2 separate regions of the Zea mays genome follow, and region 1 is linked to region 2. Evidence: chromatin contacts called from public Hi-C data. All regions are on one chromosome and are shown on one strand. The core of a region is the stretch at or near the end of the contact, and the rest is flanking DNA. Distances in the headings are between cores, read along the strand shown. Region 1 holds the start of LOC100216568. Region 2 holds the start of LOC100282532 (DNA-directed RNA polymerases I, II, and III 14.4 kDa polypeptide).

The links. A called contact is a pair of places that touch in the nucleus more often than the background predicts.
Region 1: a contact with region 2 is called in a Hi-C map of ear, with 2.8 times the contacts expected there. The contact joins the promoter of LOC100216568 here to the promoter of LOC100282532 in region 2. A contact is called at or near these places in 4 of 25 Hi-C or Micro-C datasets (bundle sheath, ear, endosperm and 1 more).

Annotation. Positions count from the first base shown.
Region 1 is chr5:20,821,382-20,827,777 of Zm-B73-REFERENCE-NAM-5.0, forward strand. It overlaps LOC100216568, which reads left to right and starts at 4,384. Exons shown (of 8, transcript NR_159537.1): 1 at 4,384-5,041; 2 at 5,153-5,293; 3 at 5,397-5,510; 4 at 6,068-6,241.
Region 2 is chr5:20,399,807-20,406,901 of Zm-B73-REFERENCE-NAM-5.0, forward strand. LOC100282532 (DNA-directed RNA polymerases I, II, and III 14.4 kDa polypeptide) reads left to right here and starts at 3,291. Exons shown (of 6, transcript NM_001155440.2): 1 at 3,291-3,458; 2 at 4,232-4,265; 3 at 4,366-4,535; 4 at 4,609-4,660; 5 at 6,408-6,475; 6 at 6,561-6,962. The coding sequence starts at 3,424. The coding sequence ends at 6,630. It overlaps LOC100037827 (chloroplast post-illumination chlorophyll fluorescence increase protein), which reads right to left. Exons shown (of 6, transcript NM_001374297.1): 6 at 7,017-7,095.

The sequences.
Region 1 (6,396 bases), core at 3,134-5,633, 420 kb after region 2:
TTATCTCCCTTCTCTTTCCAGCGACCCCGCCACCCCTAGCCTCTCGTCTCCGCCGCCCTCTCCTCTTCACTCGCGCCACCATGCGTCATCGATGCCACTGTCGACCCTTCTCCATCTACGGAATCGTAACATTTGCACGAACTATATTAACTTATCATCAACCTTAGAACCGAACTTCTCTCTTGCTACAGGTTTATTTTTAATTTCAAACACATGTAGGATAGAAAATAGGTATATGTAATTAATTATTTACCTGTCGTACCTCCAAACATGAATCCTAGCAGATGAGTCCCCTCTCGGAGATCCAATCTCTCGTCGCAGGGAGAGGGGACAGCGGCCCGGCAGCAGCCGTCCAAGCGAGGCCCAGCAGCAGGGCCAGTAGTAGTGAGTGGGGCGATATCGGCCCGCGGCTGCTGGGAGTTAGTGCAGTGATGGCGCCAGCTCGATATATCAGTCAGTGGCCGGCGAATTGGCTCCAGTTTAATGAGCCGAGAGCAAGAGCAGGAGCAGGACTGCAGGTGCAGGTGCACAGTGTGGTGGCTGGCTGCATCGAGAGGAGAGAGGGGAGGGAGGAATCGAGGTGGTTGACCCCGAGATTAATAGGCCTTCAATTCACGATCCGATTCCCTCCACCTCACGACGAACATGCATATGCAGCTGCAGTTGCATTGCATTCAACTGATCGCTGAGCGCCACCCGGCCCATTGACCAGGACCTCCTCCCATCCGCCCAGCTAGCGCCATTTCTTTGCTAGCCACGCCATTCCACTCTCCGTCTCCTTTCCGCTGCTGCTTCGCACTGCCGGGTGCCGGCGGCGGGTGTGTGGCACGTCGGTCATGGGCAGCTGCGTGAGCAAGAAAGCCGCCCGCGCCGGCGCCAAGGGTGAGGTGGCTGCCCCGCTGCCGGTCGTGGAGAAGGAGAACGCCCATGCCCTGCCACCGGTGCTGGAGGTGGAGGTCGAGGAGGAGGAGGTCAAGGAGGTGGTGCTGTCGGAGACGCCGGTGCCGCGGCCGCCCAGGCTGCTGCCGCCGCTGCCGGAGCCGGCGAAGAGGCGGCAAGAGCAGGCGGAGGCCGTTGATGATGAGGCGGCGGCGGTGTCGGCGTCAGAGACATGCAGCGCCAGCGACAGCGCTGCGTCGGCTGCTGCGAAGGGAGCCAAGGCGGCCGGAGGGGAGCGGGAGGTGGAGAAGAGGGCGCTGCTGGACGCGCCGGAGAAAGGGAAGCCTACGGCCCGGAGGACGACGCCGGAGCCGGAGGAGAGCCGCAAGCCCAAGGGAGCGGGCGCGGGCGCGGGCGCCGTTAACGGGCACGTGCGGGCGCGGTCTCCGTCACCCTCGTCGGCGCACAGGAGGCAGCAGAGCGGCGGCCAGGGCCAGGGCCAGGGCCACCAGCACCATCCGGCGCGGCGGGAACATCCGGCGGTGGTGTCGGGCATCGGGTGCCGCAGCGGCCGGTTCTCGCCGTCCGCGGCGAGGCGCGCCGCCGAGAGCGCCGTCCGGCGGACGCACTCGGCCAGGGAGGCCGACATGGCGCTTCCGTCGTCGAAGCGGTCCCTTTCCCTCAGTGCCTTCGCCATCAACGGCAACGGCCACGGCCACGGGGCAGGCGTCGCGCTCTCCGGGCGGGAGCGGGGGCGGGACCCTGGCGAGCGGTCCGGCCGGCGGTCGGTCTCCCCGGCGACGCGTAGGCGCGCGCCCGCCTCTCCCAGTCCCAGCGCGGTCCACCGGCCCGCGAGCCCCGTGCGCAAGGCGGCGGCGAAGGAGCACGGCACCCCCGAGCGAGGCAGCAGGCCGGCGCGGGTCATCAGAGACGGCGGGCCCGACGCTGAGCGGGCGGCGTTGCTGGGCGGAGGAGTAGGAGCGGAGCAGAGGACGAAGCTGGCGGAGGGCGAGGAAGGCGCGCTGGGCCACCAGAACCCCTCGGTGGCCATGGAGTGCTTCATCTTCCTCTAGAGGCTAGAGCTGGTGTGGTGCTGCTGGTGGCCTCAGTTTCTCCTCCACGTTTTTGTTCGTCTCTCGCAAATTCGCTAGCTTCGTTGCTTGCTCAGTAACGTGTTGGACCATTCACATTACTATCGTGCCATCCGTGCATCATCGACCGAGATGGCCGTGCAGTGCATGCATGGCCTTGTCGCCGCCGTTCTCGGACGGGCATTTATTTCCGGCGGCGGCGGGTCGGAGCTCCACTCCGTGACTGCCACAGTGCGTTGTTGTTGTTGTTTGTAGCGCTGTCTAGTTGTACGACCGTTCCGTTCTGACGTACGGCAACCGACCGGCCGTCGAGCAGTAACAGTACTGATGTCTAGCTATCGTCCAGGTTGGTTCAGGGTAGGTAGGCGCGCGTTACTGCACCTGCATGACTGGACTGACTGGCTGGTGCTCAGTGCAACGTCGGGGGTAGATAGATCTATGGCTGAAGACGAGTACACCACAACGTTCTCATTGGATTTTGTGGCAAAACTTTGTAGCTGCATTGCATATACAGGCTACATCCAGGTCCAACAGGCTCCCTCCGGTTTTCATGGGACCACTTTAACACTGGGCCTTCTTGTTTGGGCTAGGCCCGATGCTGCCGGGGCCGCCAAGTCTGGACTGGATTCTGGAGCCTGCTTCTACTATCTCGCCCCGATCGCCGTTGCTAGCCCTGTTTTTAGGCTTCAATTTTGAGTGAATTTTGACGTGGCCGCGTTTTCTACCACTATTTCTCCGTGATCGAGCGAGCAGACAGGCAGGACATGACGGCGTAGACGTACTCAGCGAGATGTCGTCCACAAGTCACGAATCGGCGAGCACAGGACGTGTGGACCACGGGCAGCCGGCTCGGTCGCGGGTGTGGTGCACGGAACGGGTGCGGCCCCCGCCGCCGCCGAGTCTGAGCCGTGGCCGTTCCAGAGCCCGACCGCTGGTTCCGGTCGATCGCGCCTTCAGGAATCAGGAGTACTAGCCTTCACGGTTCGACGGGTTCTGTTTGTTTCTAGTACTGTATACCTAGTACTAGTCTGTCGTGTGCGGAGATGGTTTTTGACACGCAAGGGTGTTCCGGATCTGAACTCGCCGCGCCTTCTCCGCAGTCCGCATCGTGGTTGACGCCCGTGGTTTGGATTGAAGGATCTCTGTAGAAATTTCTAGAGTATGCCGTTCCTACGGAAGCGAGTGCGTTTGGGACAGGTGAAACCATATTTTCTTTCTTCCGACCTCACGAGTCGGCGAGAGGATTTCTCTCGCTAAGGACAAAGTTACGAGTACTCATGCTTACTAGAGAAAAAAATATATGTCTATTTGTACCTATTATGGATATTAAATTGCTTCATACTCATAACCCACTATAGGTAGCAGGTATCCCTATACCACCAACATTTTATATGAACATTTTAATCACAAAAGTAAGTTCTAAATACAAAATATCGAAACACCATATCTCATCAAGTACTAAAATAGTGTATTATCATTGTATTCAACATGTTAAATTCATCGAACCAATACAATTTTACCATAAGTTCAGCATCATCATTTAAATTAAATAGTAGCATCATGACCTCATATCACACAAAATATAGCCTAAAAAGAGAGTTCTTAACTACATCATACAATATTAGAATATTTATTTTTTTTTGAAGTATACAATACTTAATATCTCTACTACCTATATTAAGCACGTAGTGCAGACCACATGCGCGCACATCGTTCCCCTTGCCTAGCCTTCCGCCCCAACATGCGCTACCATGCCTCCACCCTTTGACTGTCGACGCCCCCTGCCCCTGCCCGCGCCGCACATTCCACGTGATGATCGTCACAGTAGACACCGTCTCGACCGTGATCTTCGCCGGCAATCGTGCCCCATAGATATGTGTATGGGTAAGCTGCTATAATAATATTAAATTTGTCATTTTTTTTATCAGGCTACCGAGATTACCCAACAAGATGCCAAAAGTGTGACGTGAAACTTCCCATTCGCCATTTGGCATTCTAAGACTTGTGGGAGTATAATCCAATAGATAGTTGTGCTACAATCTAGTTTGACAACTCTGTTTTCTCAATAAGAATGAACTAGTTTTTCTTAATAAAATAATTTTTTTTTGGAAATTGATGTTCTTAAACTAGCCCTAAACACTGTTATTAGTAAAATTTGAATTACGTGATGCATTTAAAGTAATTACTTAGATAATTTTTATTTCCTTTGCAATAATTGTCTGAGTAATATTTTTTTGTGGGTTGCTGGCATGAGTACCACGAGCGGCCGCCTTGTTCAGTGGAATCTTGCTTACTGGCCCACAGCCGCCTGAGACAAGCGGCTCAAATCTCACCCTCCCACCACATCCACAAAAAATCACCCTCCCCACCTCGATCCTCTTCCGCGAGACGGCAAACCGATCGGTGGAACGGAACCTCCCTCAGTCTCAAGGCGAGCGAGCAAGCGCGGCTCACGTCCACAGGGCCAGCGACAGTAGGCTGTAGGCCCCGCCCGCTCCAGATCCATAGGCAGCCGCGCGCGATCGCGGCGTGGTGGATAAAAGCGTGCGCGCTGCGCCGCTGCCACGAGGTAAGAGAGGCGGGACGAGCGTCAGTGCAGTGCGCGTGTGGTCGGGTAGCGATCCGAGGAGCGCGCAGCGATGGCAGCGGCGGCCGTGGCGACTGTGGCCACCCCATCCCCCGCCTCCAGGCGGCTGTTCCCCTCCGCCGGCCCGTCTCTTCTCCGGCTCCCAAGGCCGACCAAGCGGCTCCGGCGCGCCCTGCGGTTCGCCGCTGCGGGGGATGAAGCGGACGTGCTGCCTGGCCCGGGGGCCGAGGGGGAGGCCGTGGTGCCCGGGAGGCTGGAGGAGCAGCCGGACGAGCAGCTGGGCGGAAGCCAGCTCGACATCGGAGGGCTCGCCTTCCAGGGCGACGTGGGCGGGGGCTTCACCGGCGGCGGAGCGGGCTCCGGGGCCTCCGGCGGTGGCGGCGGCAACAAGATGCTGGACCGGGGCATCAACACGGCCATCGTGCTCGGGGCCAGCACCTACGCTCTCACCAAGCTGCTCACCGTCGACCAGGACTACTGGCATGTGAGTCCCCTATGTTTCTTCATTCCCTTTCATATTTAATTAGTCCCTGATTGGATTCGGAGCCATGTACTGGCGGGCGTATTGATTTGGTTTCTCTTTCTCGGTACACAGGGGTGGACGATCTTCGAGATCCTGCGCTATATGCCGGAGCACAACTGGTCCGCATACGAGGAGGCCCTCAAAGCCAACCCGGTTCTAGCCAAGATGATGATCAGCGGTGTCGTCTACTCCCTTGGTGACTGGATTGCACAGGTGCCTTCACACTTCAATTCCACAGCCACTCTACCACTATTCAATAAGACAAGCATTAGTGTGATTACTGACTGCCGTTGTTTTTTGTTGCTTATGCTTGCAGTGCTACGAAGGCAAGCCGATATTTGATTTCGACCGTGCTAGGATGTTCCGGTCTGGCCTTGTTGGGTTCACGCTTCATGGGTCACTTTCACATTACTACTACCATATATGCGAGGTAACCATTGCTACATGATCTGCTCAGCCTTGTTTTTGTACATTCAAGTCAAAATTGCCCTTATGTGACGTATTTCAACCGCACAAAAAGCTATGAAAATTCTTAAGTTGATGAATTGACGAAGCAAATGAAACGGGTTTTAAGGTGTTCAAGTATGTGATGATTTGGCCAACTTTTACCATCAGTTTGACATTTAATCGTGGGGCTCAACTAATCGGCACATAGCAGGCACCAGATAGAGCTCTTGAGTTGATGCATACAACTAAATAAAGGGGGGTAGTCTCAACGTTTTCAAGTCGGACGACTTGCTGGTCGTTCTGGCTGACCGACTAGGTCGATTAATCACGATTAGTCGGACGACTTGGGCGATTAATCGTGATTGGTCCAAACCGACTTGGACGATTAATCGCGACTCGGATGACTTGAAAACATCACCGGATAGAGCTTGACTAATCGGCACATATATATGAATCATTTTAATTTTTTCAACAATTTTGGAGGCTAACATGCTTTCTAAGGCAAACCTGATGGAGTAAATACTTTTGTTATGTTGACAGGCACTGTTCCCATTCAAGGATTGGTGGGTTGTCCCTGCAAAGGTTGCATTCGATCAGACCATCTGGTCTGCGATCTGGAACAGTATCTACTTTGTGGTCTTGGGTTTCCTTCGGTTGGAATCACCTACCACTATCTACAACGAGCTCAAGTCCACATTCTGGCCCATGCTTACTGTAAGGATTCATCTTCCCTGAATAAGTTTAATCAGTTTGCAGGGCGAGAATCGAGCAAGCATTAAAAGAGTTGTGCTTCTTATCTTCACTGTCATTACGAACAACCCATGGGCATTTTATACATATCGGCCACATGAATTATTGTTTTGATACTA
Region 2 (7,095 bases), core at 2,041-4,540:
GTCGATTTTTTTCGTCCTTAACTTGTTGCGTGTTTATGTGAAGAATCATTCTAAGTATAGGGTCTCTAACTGAGTTGGTTAGGTGGTCTGACTTCTGAGTAGCACTCTTCAGGTCCTGGTTCAACTCTTCGTGGTTAGGTGGTCTGAGTAGCATTCCTTAGGTCCTGGTTCGACTCCCCGTGGGAGCGAATTTCAGCGTTCTCACAGGCTTGTGGTTAAAAAAATCCCCTCGTCTGTCCCATGCCAAAGCACAGGTCTAAGGCTCAGCCTCGGTCGTGGTCGTTCTCACATAGGCTTCGATGCCACTGTGTATGGATGGGGCAGGGGTTTGGGAATTTTCTCGACATGTGTGAGAATGTCTTCTTCTTAATATAATGTCCGGGGACTATCTTACCCCTCGTAGGTCGAGTTTTTTATATGGTCTGTCTGGTTGGGTGGCCAAACCCTAGCCTGGCCAGGAGGCTTAGCCAAGGTAGGTTGGGTCTGTAAGCAGATGTTTATTGTTCAATGGGTCCTAAATAAATTTAGTATGGATTTTATAGTCGGGTTGTCTCGTACACCGGATGGTTACAATTCCATATAGGTGACTGTGGATAGATTAACCAAAGTAGCTCACTTTATTCCGGTCAAGACTATCTTTAAGGGAGCCCAAGTTAGCAGAGCTATATATATATCTCGAATTGTGTGCCTACATGGTGTACTTAAGAAGATTATTTATGACCGGGGATCCTAGTTCACCTCAAGATCGTGGAAGAGTTTTCATAAGAATATAGACACCAAGCTAAACTTTAGCTCAACATATCATCCCCAAACAAATTACCAAACTAAAAGGATAAATCAAATATTGTAATATATGTTGAGAGCTTATGCTCTTAAACATAATTACAGTTGGAACAAGAGTTTGTCTTATGCTGAGTTCTCTTATAACAACATCTAACATGCAAGTTTGAACATGTCCCCATTTGAAGCATTAGTCTGTTTCCAGCAACGTCTCCTAAATTTTATCCTCTAAAGGAATATTCTCTGTACTTTACAGCACTCTCTAAAAGATTTCGTCCTCTATATTTTCTTCGTCTCCACCAACGTCCTCTAAATTTGATCCCCTACATCTACAATGTTACCAGATTTCACAATACATTTATATTATATTTTTTTAGTCGTATACGTAATAAACTATTCTTTCTATGCTGTGAAAAATAAATTAAAAACTAATTATAATAATTACATTTTGTAAGCTATGCGTCTATCTTCATATTTACATACATATTTTTTAGGTATATATCGGAAGATCTGTCTATCTTCATGTCTGACTCTAGCAATGACAGTGACGCGCGGCCGTCACAGCCGCCATCGAACGGCTTCAGGAGCTTTCCAGTAAGCGCAGGAGAGAACAGAAGCATGTACTGCACAGTGGATATCGAACGTCTACGTGGATGAGGGTAGCCCTGTATTTTTTACCAGAGGGTTTAGCGGATGTCGTTGGATGCGTACCAAACGTCTACGTTCGCTATATTTAAAGTACAGGATGTTTTACCGGCTCTTGTTGGAGATAGCCTTATATGGGAGAAAATGTAGAACCCCCTTATACTAGAACCAGACTAGAGATAGATAGTTCTTTGGACCAGAAATTATCCAAGAAGTTGAAAGACAAGACTAGATTATTAGAGAAAATCTAAAGACATCCCAGTCAAGACATTTGGAGGTCGAGGAAAGTGGTCAGGTGTACCTAAAAGTGTCACTAATCAAGGGTATGCAGAGAATCAGGGTCAAAGGGAAGTTGTCCCTTTGCTTTATTGGACCCTTTATGATCCTAAAACGAGTTGGACAAATGGCCTATCAATTAGAACATACAGGGGGATGATCATGTATGTAGTCTTGTTAAACCGAAGGAGACATTTTAAGAAGGTCGAGCAAGGTCACCGAGCAAGGAACCGGGGCAGGCCTAACCAGAATTGTTCGCTGGAGACAAACGTCGTCGTGGATCCACCCTTCTTCGTGGTTAGCGTCTGCCACATCTTGAATCTCGGTAAGGATCCTTCTCCTTTGTTCATTGCATGTTATAGTAGGTAGCTCACTTTGGGGTAGCTTGGTTTGGGCCACATCTTTAATCTAGGTAAGGATCCTTCTCGGTAAAGTTACAATGGTCCAAAATTGGCTAATTGTTATTATATCCAGCTTCTCAAATTTCAATCAAAACTAAACTTTTACAAATTACTCCAATTTATTTCACACAACTTAGAAATCTCCAAATAAGAAATTTGTTTACTTTTCCAAGCTATAAAGCTCTAGTATATGAATTTTTTTGCCCAATTCACACTAGGTTTTGAATTTCTCTTTTGGGCCAGTTTAAGGTTTCAAATGTGGCTCCTTTTCTTCAAGGGATTCCTCAACTCAATCCATCATTCTAAAATCCAAGTGAATCCTTAAACTCAAATCTAACTATAGTATATGAAGCTCATGTCTAAAGTGTCCTCAAATCTCACTTAGGGTTTTGAGGTTAATCCAGTTCCTCAAATGATTCTTCTACTTGACCTACCTTAAAAAGCAAAGTTGCTTTAGGTTCTAAGTCTTGCCTTTAGCACTTAAAGACTTCAAACCAACCTGTCACTTGCTTGAGAGATGATTTACTCCCATTTAACTCAAGCAAGGTTCTCAAACTAAGTCCTATAATCAATACACAATCATCACACCTTTGAAAAAAATTACCTAGTGAATGCATTTTAGATATACCAAACAAGGTAATGCAAACACTTATGATGACATGTCAATGTTTTAGTTCTCGTAACACCAAGGGTGTTACAACGGCAGGGTTAAGAGCAGATGATGTCGAGGTCGGAAGAGAAAAGGCCGGTAGGCACGACTTATGGAGGAGTGGTGGTCCGATGGCACAACCTATGGGACAGTAGTGGTCTGACGGTGAAGGAGAAACTTGTGCCACACTTGTTCGACGTAGCTACCTCACCGTGTGGGAAGAGAAAAAAATAATCACGCGAGTATAAAGAAATTGACGTCAACTGTATTTAGAGAGTTACTATCGAGTTGCTAAATGTGGGTAGTAAACGAAGTTGGATAACAACTAACAAATTTAGCAAGTTTATTTAAAGAGCCACTGGAGAAGCATTTTTTGTCCACTTTTAAAATTTAAGATTTATGACTAGTTTGAGAATCCTATTTTTTTTAAAAAATTATTTTCTTAGTTCTTTTTTACTTATGAATATAAAAACTCTTCGAAAAAATGGTGTTGCCAGACTAGCACTTAAAGATTTGTTTAGATAAGTATTTGAGTTGCTATAAATATACAATTGTCTCCGTGGTCTGGTTCCCTTTCCTCGAGTTTCCTATTTTCGTCTCCTCCCCACAGCAGCCCGGCGAAAACCCTAGTAAGCAAACCACCGGAGCAGCGGCGCTTGCGCGGGCGGAGCCATGGCGGACGACGATTACAACGAAATTGACATGGGGTCGATCTCTCCCTCATCCTCCCCCCCTCTGGTGCTTGTTTCGTTTGGGCGCGCAATGGTTAGCGGAGAATTATTAGGTTTTATTTGTACAGGCATAATCTCCGTTAATCCGCGCTCAGCCTCGACGGAGCGCATCTTCTCTCTTTCTCTTGGTTTATATGTAGCAATGGGTCGATTGTGATTGATTTATCGCTGCTTGTGAGAGTGGCGGTCGGGGGTGGAGGAGCGTTTTTAGGGATGAAAGCTGGGCGGTTTTGTTGGAATTATTCATATCGGTTTTCGTCAATAAAAGGTGCCTGCGATGGTTAGTTGATTGACCGAGTTTATCCTTGAGTTAGGATGACAGCTCCCCTATGTGGTTTCGGTATCACGCATCTCCTCTCCTTGGTATCGGACATCTCCCCTCCAGTGAAGGGAGATACCTGCACCTTTTGTTCGTCATCTATTTTAGGAATTTAAGAGTGCCACTTGTATATATTTGTCACCTTCCTTCGAACTGTGGCAATAATATAGGGTAAGTTGGTTGGTTAGAACTATGTGATAAATTATTGGATCAAATTCTTGTCAGGTGGCTTTAATCACTTAGCTTGGTGTTTCATGTAAATATTTACATTAGAGAAACTAAGGGGTATTTATGTTGGTAGACAAAAAACGGTGACCACCACTTCTTTGTGGTTCTTCTGATCACTCAAATGTCACTTTTTACTTATACACTAAGTTTCACATGGTTGTATCATTGGATTTACAATCTTATTGTTCTTTTTGTTATACAGGTATGAGGATGAGCCCCCAGAACCGGAGATTGAGGTGCAGGCACATTACTATTGTTTTATACTTTTATTCAACTTCTATGCTTTATAGGAAGATATTATATGGCCAATACAACCAATGTACCTCTGTTGAACAGGAAGGAGCTGAAGAAGAGCCTGAGAACAACGAAGATGCCCCTGATGACGTCATAGGTGGTGAGGGTGAAGATAAGGAACAGGAAAAGACCAAGCGTGAACGCAAAACAACAAAATACATGACGAAGTACGAACGTGCGCGCATCCTGGGTACACGAGCCTTGCAGATAAGGTTAATAATTTTGAGTGTTGAACATGTAAAAAACCTATCTTCCAACCTAATACTAACCTTAGTCTTTTTGCAGCATGAATGCTCCAGTCATGGTTGAGCTTGAGGGTGAAACTGACCCTCTTGAGGTAAATATTTTTTTCTGTATATTTTAAATTGGAACTCTTCAGATTAAAATTAGCCTTTTTTTCTTCATTCTAACTATCTAATAAAATTTGAATAGTCTTTTCAGAGTACACCTTTGCTTTCTAAAATGAAGATTGACTTCTGAATGTCATGTGTGATAAATAGCCATGGACGTTTCTTTTTATTATTGTACATTGGATCTACAGGGCAGCAGATATTTGTTCCTCACAAAATCATTCAATATTCAATAACATATATATGTTTGAACATGTTTCATATTGTACAAAGTAAATTAATTATGCTGTAGTAATGTATCATAAATCGAATCAATCAGCATAAATGAAAGTACCTGAATTTTCCAGTTTTTTCCAACTAGAACATTGGATAGCTTTCAGTTCCTTTTATGTTGTTTGTTAGTTTGAGATGAATTGTACTGTTGTTAATTGTAGATGTCATTGTGTCATTTACTAGTATTACCTTTTCTGAATAATGTGGCTATTGATTTGACTTCTAGTTTAGACAGAAAAAATGGTGGATCAGTTTGATGGTATGATAGCCAAGCATACTTTAGATATACTGGATGGCTTATGAATATGTCTACCTTCTGTATCATTCCCTGCGATATCTCATGCATATTAGTCCCAATGTATTTACTAATTTCTGCAAAGTTTCACAGTCTCAAGCTTCAACATCGGTAACATTTGCATATTGGGTGTGATTGCTTGCTTGCATTAGACCTTACGCAGCACAGCCCAAACCAACATAAACATATGCAATGCCAAGGCGTTTGGTTACCTTGCACAAGCAAGCTACGTTTGGTAAAATCATGTTTGGTTGCATATATTATATTGCATGTAGTCACCTCGATGTTCTTATCTTCTAGTGTAGAGTACTTAGTGATAACTACTGTGCTTAAGCTTCAGCTTGCCAGATTGACTTGAAGGATATTAAGATTTATAGCTTCGAGAGAGAGAGAGAGATGCAGACTTGGAGATAGCAAACAGAGGGGATATATATCTTCTAGTTGAATAACATAAGAACTAAAAGCAGTGCATCCTTGTCCGGAGCATTTCATCCAATAGAAAACTAAATGAATGGCTTCTTGCTATGGACTTCTGCACATGCCTAAATATATGGTTCTCCTGATTTGCATATGTTGCATGCTGGTGATCATTTGCTCAAGGTTTATAGCTTAAGTGCTTAACAAGTTCTCACTTCCATTTACATGTACAGTCGGTTGTGCTTGCTAATTTAATCCCTGCAACAAGCCTGGCTCTGGACTTGATAAATAATCAATATTTGGAATTAGCCTTTATCATAGGTTCCATAAAATGAGAATTGGTTTTCAATACTTAGGCCTTACTCATAGAGAGGATTTGGAACTGATCTTTTCTTTGCTCTACATATAGTGATTTCAATCTTAAAAGCTTGAGGGTGTGGGTTTATACTTCGTTCCCTCCATCTCATCTATATGCTTTCACTTTTATAGCCTTTAATGCCATAGATACTACCATCTATACTGGGGTGTTCTTGAAGCATGTCGATGTTGACTTTCTACCTCTCTATAGATTAAACTCATTTAAAGAAAAGGACTTCTATAGCTTTATATAATTAAATAGAAGGCATGATAAACTGTAGTCTAATTGAGTTAATGAGATTCAACCTTAGCAATCACCTTTCAATGGTTACCATCACTTTTAGTTCTTATACTGTGTACTCAATGATATATATGTATTTTTACAATTTTAGATTGCAATGAAGGAGCTGAGAGCGCGCAAGATACCCTTCACGATCAGACGGTACTTACCTGATGGAAGGTGAGATTCCATGGAAAAGCACATACTTCTTTTTTATGAATACTTTTACAATGTAGTCATCTTTAATTACTTTGTTTTAAAACAGCTATGAAGACTGGGGAGTAGACGAGCTCATTGTGGAGGACTCCTGGAAACGCCAGGTTGGTGGAGACTGAAGACGCGGATCTACTTGGCATGGAAAGGGTATGTGGTGCAGTGGGTCTTTCCTGTAGTTACAAGTCTTCGTTGCCACTATGAGTGGATACTGTAGCGAATGAACCAAGACGAAATGATGCTATGTTAACTTAACGTCTGTGGTTGCCTTGAACTCTGGAACCGTAATGCTAGCATGGTTGTTGGTTGCGCTATGCTTGTTTTTGTTTGTTTCAGTTTCAGACATGCAGTTGCAGCGTAGCCAAATGCGTGCTTTGTGTGCCTAATATCTGACACTGGATGTGATCAGTGTTGTTTATGCCAATGGTTGAGAGCTGTGCTCCGATGATTCATGAACCGATTGCTCTTCCATTCACGGGGAAGTCTTTATAAGCTTCCCTCCAAGTCGTATCTTACATTTGATAATATTGATTGTGTGGTACAATCCAGGACGGTATAGCTGCATGAGCCGTAGGTATACAGATCTG